Linked DNA regions of Arachis hypogaea: region 2 is linked to region 1. A link is a contact called in public Hi-C data. All regions are on one chromosome and are shown on one strand. The core of a region is the stretch at or near the end of the contact, and the rest is flanking DNA. Distances in the headings are between cores, read along the strand shown.

Region 1 (6,575 bases), core at 3,243-5,742:
TAGCATTTCCTTGCCAACTTTTGATCTCCCCTTACCGTTGCTATCCCCGCTGAAGTCGGGAATTTCATGCAAAGGTGGGGTGTAGATACCACTGCTCCAAGTCGGTTTAGAGTAGCTCTGCCGATTAAAGCGTTATATGCTGACCCTACATCGATGACTATGAAGTTTATACTCAGAGTCTTTGATTTTTTCCCACTTCCAAAAGTGGTGTGGAGGGGCAAAAATCCCAGTGGTTTTATTGGCGTGTCCCCTAACCCGTATTGGGTGTCGGGGTAGGCTCTTAATTCTTTCTCATCCAACCCTAGTTTGTCAAAAGCGGGCTTAAAAAGGATGTCCGCCGAGCTTCCTTGATCCACTAGGGTTCTGTGGAGATGGGCATTCGCCAGGATCATGGTTATTACTACTGGATCATCGTGTCCAAGGATTATTCCTTGCCCATCTTCTTTTGTGAATGAAATGGTAGGGAGGTCGGATGACTCTTCTCCGACCTGGTAGACTCTTTTGAGATGTCTTTTGCGAGAGGATTTGGCGAGTCCTCCTCCTGCAAACCCTCCTGAGATCATATGGATATGTCTCTCCGGAGAATGTTGCGGTGGGTCTCTTCTATCCATATCATCTCGCTTTCTCTTCCCGTGGCCGTCCGACCTTTCTATGAGATATCTATCGAGCCGACCTTCTCTAGCCAGCTTTTCTATCACATTTTTAAGGTCGTAACAGTCGTTTGTGGAGTGACCATATATTTTATGGTACTCGCAGTAGTCGCTGCGGCTCCCCCCTTTTTTATTTTTAATGGGTCTAGGGGGTGGCAGTCTTTCAGTGTTACAAATCTCTCTGTATACGTCCACTATAGAAACTTTCAGAGGAGTATAAGAGTGGTATTTTCTTGGTCTCTCGAGACCGAGTTCTTCCTTTTTCTTGGTTTCCCTTTCCCTCTCTTTTGTTGAGGGAGGGAGCCCAGGGCGCCAACTCAGATCTCTCAACTTAGCGTTTTCCTCCATATTGATGTACTTTTTAGCTCTTTCCTGTACATCACTTAGAGAAACGGGGTGTCTTTTAGATATGGATTGCGAGAAGGGGCCTTCTCTGAGTCCATTGACTAACCCCATTATGACTGCCTCTGTGGGCAGGTCTTGAATCTCTAAACATGCTTTGTTGAACCTTTCCATATAGGCTCGTAAGGATTCTCCGACCTCCTGCTTTATTCCCAGGAGGCTCGGTGCATGTTTCACTTTGTCCTTCTGGATTGAAAACCTCATCAAAAACTTCCTTGAGAGGTCTTCAAAACTAGTAACCGACCTCGGGGGGAGGCTGTCGAACCACTTCATCGCTGCTTTCGATAGGGTGGTCGGGAAAGCTTTGCATCGCGTAGCTTCGGAAGCATCAGCTAGGTACATCCGACTTTTAAAATTGCTCAAGTGATGCTTTGGATCCGTGGTTCCGTCATAGAGGTCCATATCGGGGCTTTTGAAGTTCCTCGGAACTTTCGCTCTCATTATATCTTCGCTGAAAGGATCCTCCCCTCCTAAGGGCGGCTCTTCTCGTTCGTCGCGGGAGTTGTGACCTTTGAGGGAGGATTATAACTTTAAGAGTTTTCTCTCTAACTCTTTTCGTCGTTCCATCTCCTCTTTTAGGTTCTTTTCGGTTTCCTTTTGTCGCTCCTGTTCTTGTTCTAATTGTTCCAGGCGACTGTGGACTAATCCCATGAGTTCAGTTACATGGGATGGTCCCTCTTTCTCTGATTCGCGCCCCTCTGAAGAGTTTACCTTCGGGTTTTTTACTCCGGAGGTACCTTCCCTGTGTTGATCATTAATTCCCTGGTGGAGGGTCAAGTCTGCATCATTATTGCCTGTGTCTAGATTCTCTTGTTTAGAATCTGACTCCACACGACCCTCTTCAGGGGATCTGTCCGCCATTACTGGTTGATCTCTCGGGTCCCCGGCAACGGCGCCAATGTTACGGTGGATAACCGGAGATTAATGGACTGGACTGTATTGGCCGGCCCAATCGTCTGCGGATGGTAGCCTCCGAGCAGGTTTGTGCGCTGGAGCCTCCTTCCGACTTGTGTACGTGAGTGAATGGGGGGTGGTACCTGCAAAGACACTCCGATGCCTAAGTTAGCAAGGGTGTGAGCAGGTTTAGAATGTATTGGGCTTAGAGATACCTGAAGAGTGTCAGTGTATTTATAGTGGTGAGCCAATAACCACCGTTAGAGTAGTGCCATATTTTTAGGGTGTTAACCGTCCCATTATCTTAGGGAGGTTAAGATATGACTCTTGGAAGTGGTTAGAGAGATTCTAGGGGCAGTTACTCATTTGAATGAGTGCTTGTTTGCCAGCTAACCCTCGTACCCGACTTCTTTAGAGCAAGTCGTGGTGAGAACCGACTTCATAGGACAAAGGTTGGTATTGGATGAGACCCAATCCGTGGGATTAGGCCTTTTATTTGGACCTGGGCCTTTATTGTTGGGACAGGGTATGAACATATACCAAAATACTTTAAGAATAATACGCAAATAAATCACAATAAATTTTTAGATAAACACTTTAATTTTCAATAAATATTAATCAATAAATCAATCTTTTTTTGTTTTTTTAGATAAATATAATCAGTCTCTATGTTAAATTTTGATAAAATATTACACGAATTAATCATTATCTTTATTTTTATAAAGATATAATAATCTTTAAAAAATTTTAACATTTTAGATCAATTTTTTTATACAGTCGAACAATCTGTGTATGAATTAATTTGTTTGATGAAATAAAAAGTTGAAAATTATTCTTTTGTTTTGAATTATTTAAAAATTAATTTGGTGATTAAACTTATTGTGACTAAATTGTCAAACTAAAAATATATTAGAGCCTAATTTGGGATATTTAATTTAAAGTTGTTATGTCCTTTTGTTTTTCAAGGGAAAAAAAAAGAATTTTAGGTTGTGTTTTCAAGAAATCAAATTGGGCCTTCAAACAACCATTAATTTAAATATGGTCTTCGAGGTGTATTGGGCTAAACCTGGACTTATTGGAGGCAAACGTTGAAAGCCTTTTATAAAAAGTTTAACTGAAAGGTTGATAGAGGAGGGGTAACAAAATAGGCCAGACCCGAGAAATAAAAAACTCTACAAGGATGTGGCAATTGAAAAGATTTGAGTGGCATATCATATATGCCTCTTTAACAATCACACCCGACTTCAAATTTTACTAGAGAAAAAATAAACCCATGTAATATGGCTGATTTTTTTGGATATGATTTGGGGTATGAGATATGCTGGGATATGATTATTACGGGTAATTTACACTATTATGACAGTGTTGCTTTTTGAAATTTTAGGGAGAAGAAATCGGACCCACCGATTTTAAACAGAGAGGAAGTAACACAAATCGGTGACACCGATTTGTGTGAGCATAAAATTGGTGGCACCGATTTGTGTGACGGAGATGTTGAGCAGCATGAAATCGGTAGCACCGATTTGTGTGAGGTGAAATATTTTACTCGAAGAGTGCAGTAATCGGTGGATAAGGAACACAAATCGGTCCCACCGATTTGTGCACTATCTGCGTCCCGAAATCGGTGCCTTTGATTTGCTTCCTACTACTCGGTGCCACCGATTTCTTCTATCCAGCCGTCACAAATCCGTAAAACACCAATAATCCCCATATCGCTGCTATACTCCATCAAAGGTTCATATCAAAATTAAAAAATTCGTAATATATGTGAGTGTATTGTATGGATGTATAATAATACCTAAAATTAGGGGCTTTCTAATTCATTTGACCAAAAGAAAGAAAGATTAGTCTAGACAAGACCACATATATAATTTCAAAACAGAAAACGATTTCCTCATGCTCTTGCTGCGACTTACAAGTTATTAGAATTGAGCCGGTCATACGATTAGGTTATTAGGACATTGATTTAATCGATGAGTTATTGATTTATCTGATTGATCCGGTTATAATTAAATAAAATTATAAAATTAAAAATTAAAACTTAAAATTTAAAATACATATTTTTGACAAATATATTAATAACAATCAAGTATCAATTTTTAGATATAATTTATGATGCAAAAAGAAATAATAAATCAATCATTAATATAAAATATTTTTTCAATTTAAATGAACAAAAGAAAGAATAAAAAATAACGCAATTAGTATATCAATATATACGTTTATATATCAAATTTGATATCCAAGTGAATTTATACTTAAAAAAAAAATTAAAATAAAAATTTGTTCATAATTTATTATATAATTATTTTTTATCATATATAGTATTAAGAACTAAGAAGTATGATAGTATGATAGTAGAGTAGCAATGGAGCGGTCCGGTTCGATTCTAATGAATTTGCTTGTAAGTGCCGTGTGACGTTCTATGAATGAAAGTTGTTGTTCTTTTCCAAAAAAAAAAAAAAAACCCACAATGTCTAACGTGGCAAATATATCTGTCTCTTAAATGGTCGATCCTAATTGGATATCCGGTAACTAGTTGAAAAGAGTCATAAAAAAAAAAAGAACAAAAGCTAGGATAGCTAGAAGCCTAGAAGTTTGAGGCTTATGGGCTTCGATAAATCATAAAATTATGATCTACATTGAATATTTGTTTTAAGGTCTTACTAACAAGAAAAGAAAGGAAGAAAACCCTAAGAAAAAAAGTAAACAAGTGGTTGAACGTGCGTCTTTCAAAGTCTAAGCCTTTAATTTATCACTAATGAGGAAAAAAATGCAATTAGAAAATTGTTGGCTGATTATTAGTGAGTTGAATTTGCAACGAACTATATCAATCTGCATGACTTGCCATAAAAAACCTTTGACAACGAGTTCCACAATTAATCATGGTGAAACATATCGCAGTTGCAGTGGAAGCACGTTTGTTCCATTAAGCCAGGTACGTATAATTATCATTATTATACATACACTGTTATTCTATATACGCAATAGGAATGAACCAAGAGATCAGAGCCAACCCAACATGTTCGATCTTCTAATACTATACACACAGTGTTGAGACTACTGTTTCAAGATTAATCAGGTGCGTTGCATGCATTTCTGTTGGATAATATTAATCAAATATAAATCAATCACAACAATTTAGAAGTGTCTTGAAGTTATACTCAAACATGAGTTTGAAAGTTTGACTACCAATAAAATGCTAGAACTCTAGAAAACATCAAAACAAAATTGAAAGCTGGTGCTGCTGCATGTTGTACCGCCACTTGATATTGTGATATTGCCTTAGTTATTAGTGAGCAATCTGGCACATGCAATTTGAAGCAAATTTTACAAGTTTTTATCATATCACCAATGTATACAATTAAGTATTATTTGTTAAAAAATTATTTTATTGAAAAAGTGATTCTGAGGCCAATTAATTATGGGTATTATATTTATATTTGATATCAAAACTGATTAATCCAACATCAAGTGTTTGAAAGTTTGTGAGATGTGGAAGAATTCTCACATAATTAATTGTTTATAAAATCAGAATGGCAAACACTTTCAATGTTGTGTGGTCTAATCTCAAATTAGAGGGAAAACTTAATTACAGTTATTGGGAGACTTTAATGTCTACCCATTTGAAGGCTCAAAATCTGTAGAATTTTATTGAATCGGGTTCATAAGAAGGAGTAGATGCTGCCCAACAGAAAAGAGATTAATTGGCGCTATCTCAAATTCATCAAGCTGTAGATTTACAGTATTTCGCAAAATAGCAAATGTCAAAAGTACAAAAGAAGTATGGAACACATTGAAGCTGTCATACAAAGGCATAAATAAAATCCAGAAAGCAAAGCTATAGTCTTTGCGAAAAGAATATGAAAGGTATGAGCTGTCTAGTTCAAAAATTGTAAGCAATATTTTACTCATGTTACAGATCTTGTCAATATGATGAGAGTTTTTGGAGAAGATATGCCCGATAGTACATGGTGAAAAAATTCTTCGCATCATGCCGATAAAGTATGATCATATGGTAACTATAGTACAAGAGTCTCATGATATGGATACCATGAAAATTGCAGAGTTGCAAGGAAATCATGGAAAACCACATTAGCAGAATATTAGAAAAGTCAGAAAAATCAATCGAAAAGCCTTGAAAAGTCAGATGAATTTAAACAATGTTGCAGAATTAAGCCGTACATAATAAGGACAAAAATCGTGGTTTTAATTTTCAAAGTAGAGGTAGAGAAAGTTTTAGAGGAAGAGGTCATGGAAATTACAACCAAGGAAGTTTTACACCGCCTAATCAAGGAAGAGGTGGAACGAATTTCAGACCTGAGAACCGAGGAAGAGGCCGAGGCAATTTCTTTCAAGAAAAAAAAACTGATTTCAACTGCTTTTGTTGTGAAAAATATGGATACAAAGTAGCATATTGTAGATTTAAAATGATGAATTACAATCAAGCACATGTTGCAGAAAATCAACATCAAAATACTGATGATAATTTGGGTACTCATATGATGACACACAATCTTAAGTAGTTTTTAGGGTTCTTTTTTGTTTGTTTTCTTAGATTTTCTTAGATTTTTAATCAAATTTCTTATGTTTTCTAGTGAAATTTTATAACTAATAAAATATTTGGAG
Region 2 (6,906 bases), core at 1,762-4,261, 77 kb before region 1:
TCACAGATTTAGATGGAACAAACAATCCTTTCAAGTTTCAAGGACACATCTAATCTTTTGATTTATGTCGGCTTCATCCTCTTTTTTCTGGTGATGATGAAATTATTTCATGTGGATCCAACTCCTAATAAAACAAGAGTCCACTACTTCGAAAAATATTTGCTTTACTTCAGAGTTTAGATCAGTGGGTAAATGGCTCTTTTTAAGGCCTCAAAGCAGACTCTTCTGATGGGCTTTCTTGTCCCTGTGGGCCTTTACCCATTAAATATTAAAACTCAGGTTGGAATCTTTTATAACTAAGCCCATTAAATTTTCTAAACTCACTCTTTTTGTGACAAAAACTACGTGTCCTCTTAATCTAGTCCATAAAAAAACTATTAACAAAAATATAACGTAATGAATTTTTATCCTTTTTCATTTGGTAGAATCGAGTAGACATGAATTTGCCATTCAATTTTCTAAATACCTAAATGAGCTTGTTTTTTATTTGTTTTCCAAATATAACGTAGAATCATTGAAAAAAAATTAACTGAGTAGGCCCAAATTTAATTCATCAATTTGTTTTAGGACGCGTTGTTATTGCTTATCAATAAAAGATACTAAAATATTAGGGGAGTAATAACTTTTGGTTTATTAAAGTTACCTAATACACTAAATTTTTGACATTTTATTAATTTATGCACATAAATATGTACATGTGAATCATGATATTAACTTTTTTATTAGTGTTAATTATATATTGGCCAAAAAGTTGTTGGTCATCTACTCATCTAACCGGACCGTAAAAATATAGTATTCCTTAATTTCTCATTGTCGATCATTATTATTTATTAAACTAATTAATGACACTGACATATTTTGTTATCTAATTTCAACCCATCTTAGAATTATAATAATATACGCATGGATGAACACATAATCTCCCATCAAATTAAGGTCAATCTTCAATAAGCATTTTGTCCCCTTCAATCATGGCCAGGGAATTGAAATTCCAGAAAATAGCATTTGCATAGGTCCAACAAAAACATTGATGCAAAGAAAATACCAACACATCTATCATCTATATATATCTTAACGTATATTATCATCTTTCTGTTTTTGACATCCTGTTATTCAAACTTAAAAACGATTTATGATGAATCAACATGTTTTGTTTACATTGGTCAACAGGCCATAGGAAAACTGAAAACGGTTGACACAAGACAGGTGTTAATAGCAAATATAATTTATAATTTAATGTTTATTATATATTAAGGCGGCAATGTGTGAGATTGATATACTTCTTCATTATTTGCATTGTCATTGTCTAGAGCATCGATGTTTCACCTAACGAAGCTTTTATTTGATGCCAATAATGCTATTTATTAATTTTGGATTCCTTGCTTCTAAAGCTATACTCAACATGCATGTTATGGATCGGAACCACAATAATAATATATATTCATAGGCTTTAATTAGTTACTGAAAAAGGGACAATTGCATATAAAATGCATTGTCAAATAATAAAATTTAATTTGTTTTTAATAAAAAAAATTATGTTACACAGCTACTGTTCGAGTATGTCTTTGGAACACTTATTATCAAGACGCAATATTTTTATCGTATCATTGTTTTCTTGAAATAATGACATGTTCAATCCACTTTCAAGGTATTGATTTTATTGTATATATCTTTAATTTATTTTGGGATGAAAAATATCATTCATCAAACAATAATTAATAAAGTGTTTCTAGGAGCAAAGTTAACGTTATATCTTCTTCGATTTGATTTATATCTGATCTGTTATCATGTTTATTAACAATTTATTTGTTCAAACACTAACCACTATCAGGAAAGGATTATCATGTATTTTTCCACATTTAATTTATATACAACCTGTTTAGAATTTATGATGAATTATAAACTGAATTTGGTATTTGTAAGTTAAAGATATAATCCAAGTATAATGAGATTAATCTAATATCAAATTAAATCAACAAAAAATAATATGAGATAGATTTGGATACTCTACTAATATCTTAGATATATATTCTAACACAACTATTGTACAGTGCTAATATCATGGGTGAGTTATTTATTTATTTATTCAACTATTAGCTCATACTCCTAGGAGCTTATATCATTTGACAAATTTATTATTTTATATTAAAAATACTCACAGTTTGTACTTACTAATTTTTTCCTTAATAATTAAGTGACCATAAATATCATTTTGGTGATATAAATAAAAAGTTAGCAAAATGATGAAGTTTGTGCTGTACTTTGAAATTTCGTCCGTTCAATAATATATATCTTCATATATTTGGCTGGATTATTACTTTCAATTACAACCTCAAAATAGCAATAACGAACTTGAATGTTCAGTGCACAATAATAGTTGCATTATTATGCACACTCCATAAAATAATATAGGAAAATAGTATATGATATAACCTACGACAACTAAAAATTCCTATAATATATAGAAATTATTCCCCTCACATGATGATGAAATTTTCATTTCTGATAAGTGATATAAGATTAAATTAAACTAGATTAAGCCAAGTACTACACCTCCTATTTAATTATTATTATTGAAACTTCTAACGCGTGGATATGCTAATATATATGCCATGTGGTTGCTTTCCACCCACTAACGAATAACTATTTAAAAAAATAATAATAATAGTTTTTTTGACCTTTTATTTGATTGGGTTTGTTTATTTAACATAGCTCCATGTGATGAAAGAAAGAGACATGTGTGATAGATAGTTTGAGATGGAACCAATGCAAGTCGTGTAATTAGAAAAATGATGAGAGAGGGTGGTGCAAATTTTGTGGGTTTTCCACTTGTTTTTAAAACAAAGAAACAAACAAAAACGTATATTTAATCATATCAACTTCGTCACTAAAGCCAAACGAGTACTCCACCATATAAAATTGATTTCAAACTCGGAAAGGAGACAAAGAAAACAATCATCCTTTTACATCACTCCCAGATATAGATGTTCATATTCATATTGGTCCACACACCCCTCTTTCCTCTTGTGGGCTCCCTTCTAATACTACTTTCACTTATCTACGTGACCCTTCAAAACACTCTAAATTAGTTTTTTTAAAAAGAAATTAATTATTCGTAATTCACACAGGTTTGTCGTTATCATCAATGGATTGGATAAGTCATACATTTTTTTTAAAAACTAAAGTCACAAATTTTAAATCTTCAACAAAAAAGTTCGTTTAGACTAGGGTTGTTAAAGATCCGTCCAAACCAAAATTTGGTCCAAATTTAAAATATATTTGGTCATGTTTAAATTTATAATTTTATCCTTTGTGATTTTCGAGCTAAAATTCGAGTTATACTTTAAATAGACTTGATTTCATCTGAAATTGTATTTTATAATTAAAATATTATATATTTATATTTTAATTAATATTGTCATATTATATGATATAGTTTTTTAAAATTTAATTTTTAAAAATGAAATTTATAAAATTATATACTAATTATTTATTAGATTGATCAAATTTAACTTGATTTATTTTGGATAAATTTAAAATTAGATTTAGGTTTTTAAAATAAATAAGATAAAATATTAGAATTGAATTCAAGTCTAATCTCAATCATGTACGTTCCTAGTTTAGACTGGTGTTTTATTACATTTATTACTTTGAAATTTAGATATATTAAAGATTCAACATATTATATCCAAATATATTAATTTTCTTAATAAAACAAACTTTTAAATCGAATGATACTTTGAAACGATATACATAGTTTTGTTTTTTTTTTTTAAAAAAAAAAATCGTATCAAGAATGGTGCTTAGCGGGGTGGCATCGGAAAGTGACGCAGGAAAAATCTCTATCCGTTTGGTTCTCATTTAATTGTTGGCTTTTGCAAATTGTGGTTTCACTAGAAACTTGCTTTATTTGTCAATGGGGGCTATCATTTTGTCTCTTCAATTTCAACCTTATGTGTGACTCGTAATTCATATTCATTCACATTAATGCATCCAATTATTCATATACGCGTTAATAAGGACCAACATCGTTGATTGATTGCTCTTTTCAAAAGCATGCATCCAAAATATATACGATAATTATTGTCATGTTGTTTTCAAATGTCTGGTCAATTTTTATATTTTCCTTCTTGCATTATATTAATTGCCACTAAGTTGGAACCATTGAGTTGTTTGACAAATAATAGTTAGGGTTATATTTTTATGTGAACAAGAAGCTTCCAGGAAAAAGAAGGATATTCATCATTATAGATTTATAGATCTATAATCAACACTAATCATGATTAAAGAAATTTTGTTAACTAAAGAGGAAATTCTAGTAAAGCAATGATGATATATATTAGAATACGAATTAATTTGTTAGGATTTAATTTCGTATTGTTTTGTTATCATTAAGGGTTTAATTTTAATAAATATATATATATATATATATATATATATATATATATATATGATAGTATAAAAAGTTTTATATAGTTGTTGTCTGATGACATTTATTTTTTTTAAATAATTATTTATATAATTAATAGAAAAAACAGATATTTTTATTGTTGTGATATTATATAATTTAATACATATATAAAATTAGGTTATACTAATAGTATTTTAAAATTTAATTTTTAGTTTAATTTTTAAATCAATTTTCAACTAATTTTTTATTATTTAAAACATCTTCACATTCTGATCATCATGATTTGAAATATTGTATGTACAATAAATTAAAATTCATCAGCATCTTAATTATAGTTATTAATTAGTTGGCCATATGCTTGTAATTTGGTGGACATAATCTCTATTTTTTTTTTTAAATTTTGGTTTATATATTATGAAGATGAACTGAGCCCCACGAATTAATTGGAAGAGCATGGTAGCTAGCTGTCCATGTTGTTAATACATGTGGAGGTTGCATTGTCCAAATTATGAAATTGATTTCATGTTAATAATATATATGAGTCTTATGTAGACAGAGAATAATAATGTTGCATGCATGGTGTTGATATATATGTTATCAGCAATTATTTGTTGCGTTGTTTTCTTTCCCGATAAGAAATTTAAAAAAATAAAATGGACTTTAGCTTGGTCCCTGGATGATAGCTAGGTGCAGCATTAATAATAGTGATTCCGATGTTTGTGTCCGAAACAGGATCTGAAAGATTAATAATTTGTCGTCATTTCTAAAACAAATGTTCCCACTCTCCTCCACACAATGCTGGGGATAATGGCAGTAGAAACTTCAAGACTACTAAGAAATCACTAGTTTTTTATTAGTATAAGGCTTTAGCTATCTTAGATTCAGATACATGTTAACATTATAAATTAAATTTTTTATTAAAAATATAAAAAAAATTAAATTTTTAATATATTTATTTTATATTAATTAAAAGAAAACATTTAAATATTTCACTAATAATAATTTTATCGTGTGTTCTAAAGATATATATTAGTTAAATCCTTATTATAATTAAAAAGTAATATAATAATATTAACAACAACAACAAAATCTTGTCTCACTAGATGAAGTAACAACATCATTAAGCTTTATCATATATTATGTCTACAAAAAGACTGTTTATATTTTATATGTAAATTAAATATCGTTTTGACTACTTCGTAAATATCTACCTTTTTACCCCTAATCTATTTTCTATATATCTCATTCACTCTCCATATTTTTTAATTTTTTTTAATTATTTCTTTTTAAATCATTAATTATGTATAAAATGTTAAATTATACCTAAATTGTACAAGTTAAATAAAGATGACAAATATTATATTGTCAAATATGGAGAGCTTATTATTATTTGATTAGAACTGAGATTGAGTCAATATAATTTAATTTTAAAATAAAAATAAAAAATATTTTATATTTATAAATTATTTAAAAATTTTATCTTTAAAAGATATGTGGCCCAATAACTTTAAATTGAATAAATTCTAATACTATACAATTTAAAACTAAAATTTCGTAAACTTAACTCAATTTCAAAAATTAGCTCATAAAATAAAAAATATCTTCTAAAAAAATCTTCAATTTTTTTCATTCGATTATTTTGTGTTTGATTTTTCCATCTCATTATTATGCACAAATTTCACGAGCAGTATGATAAGAATATCGGTAAAAAGATTTACTCAGCTATATACTATGGTGGCAAAAATATTTTTTTAAAAGTTATTTATTTTATCACAGTTAAAAAAATATATTTCAAAAAATATAAATTAATAATAAAAATATAAATTATAAATTATAAATAAAATTAAAGATTAAAAAAATAATTATATTAATAATTTTAATTAATATTAATTTAAATGAGGCAAATTTTTTATAAAATCTCAATTTTACAATAAATTTTATTCAAATAATTAAAAAATAAGTAAAAATTATTAGACTACAAATAAAACAATTTGCAATAAAACTTAGTAGATTAAAATATAAATATTAAAAAATAAAAAATATAAAAATTCAAAATATAAAAATTCAAAATAAAAATATGATTCATAAAAATTATTAAATTCACAAAAAAAAGAATATCAAAATAATAATGAAATGGAAGTAAAAAAATAATATTATAAAATTTTTAAAAAATAAAACAATCCGCTAATAAAATTTTTGTTAAAAATTTAAATTTTAAACAAATTAAAAAATTAGAATCAAAGACAATTTAACAATTTTAAAAATATAATAATATTTTTTAATAAAGATAATATTTTTAAGAGGCCTGCTACACATACAAGTTTTTTTGGCTTACAAGTCTTATAAGTCTAATAAAACACACGCATTACACTTAATTAACGCATTACACACTTCCACATTCAAGAGTAAATAAAACGCACGTTATTCAACAACTTCCTGTTTCCAAAGCGCGCTACTCACCATGCATTATGAACGACTCTTCTTCTTCTTCCTCC

The links. Hi-C and Micro-C count contacts between places; a contact is called where the count stands out from the background.
Region 2: a contact with region 1 is called in a Hi-C map of an unstated tissue, with 5 times the contacts expected there. The contact joins two enhancer-like sites. A contact is called at or near these places in 3 of 8 Hi-C or Micro-C datasets (leaf and an unstated tissue).

Annotation. Positions count from the first base shown.
Region 1 is chr4:36,433,733-36,440,307 of arahy.Tifrunner.gnm2.J5K5, reverse strand. No RefSeq gene overlaps it. Among protein-coding and RNA genes, the nearest start is that of LOC112796664, 29 kb to the left of the region's middle. Within about 2 kb of position 4,492, at least 2 of the 3 cell types and tissues checked have open chromatin away from gene starts, as enhancers often do.
Region 2 is chr4:36,508,531-36,515,436 of arahy.Tifrunner.gnm2.J5K5, reverse strand. No RefSeq gene overlaps it. Among protein-coding and RNA genes, the nearest start is that of LOC112796666, 39 kb to the left of the region's middle. Within about 2 kb of position 3,011, at least 3 of the 3 cell types and tissues checked have open chromatin away from gene starts, as enhancers often do.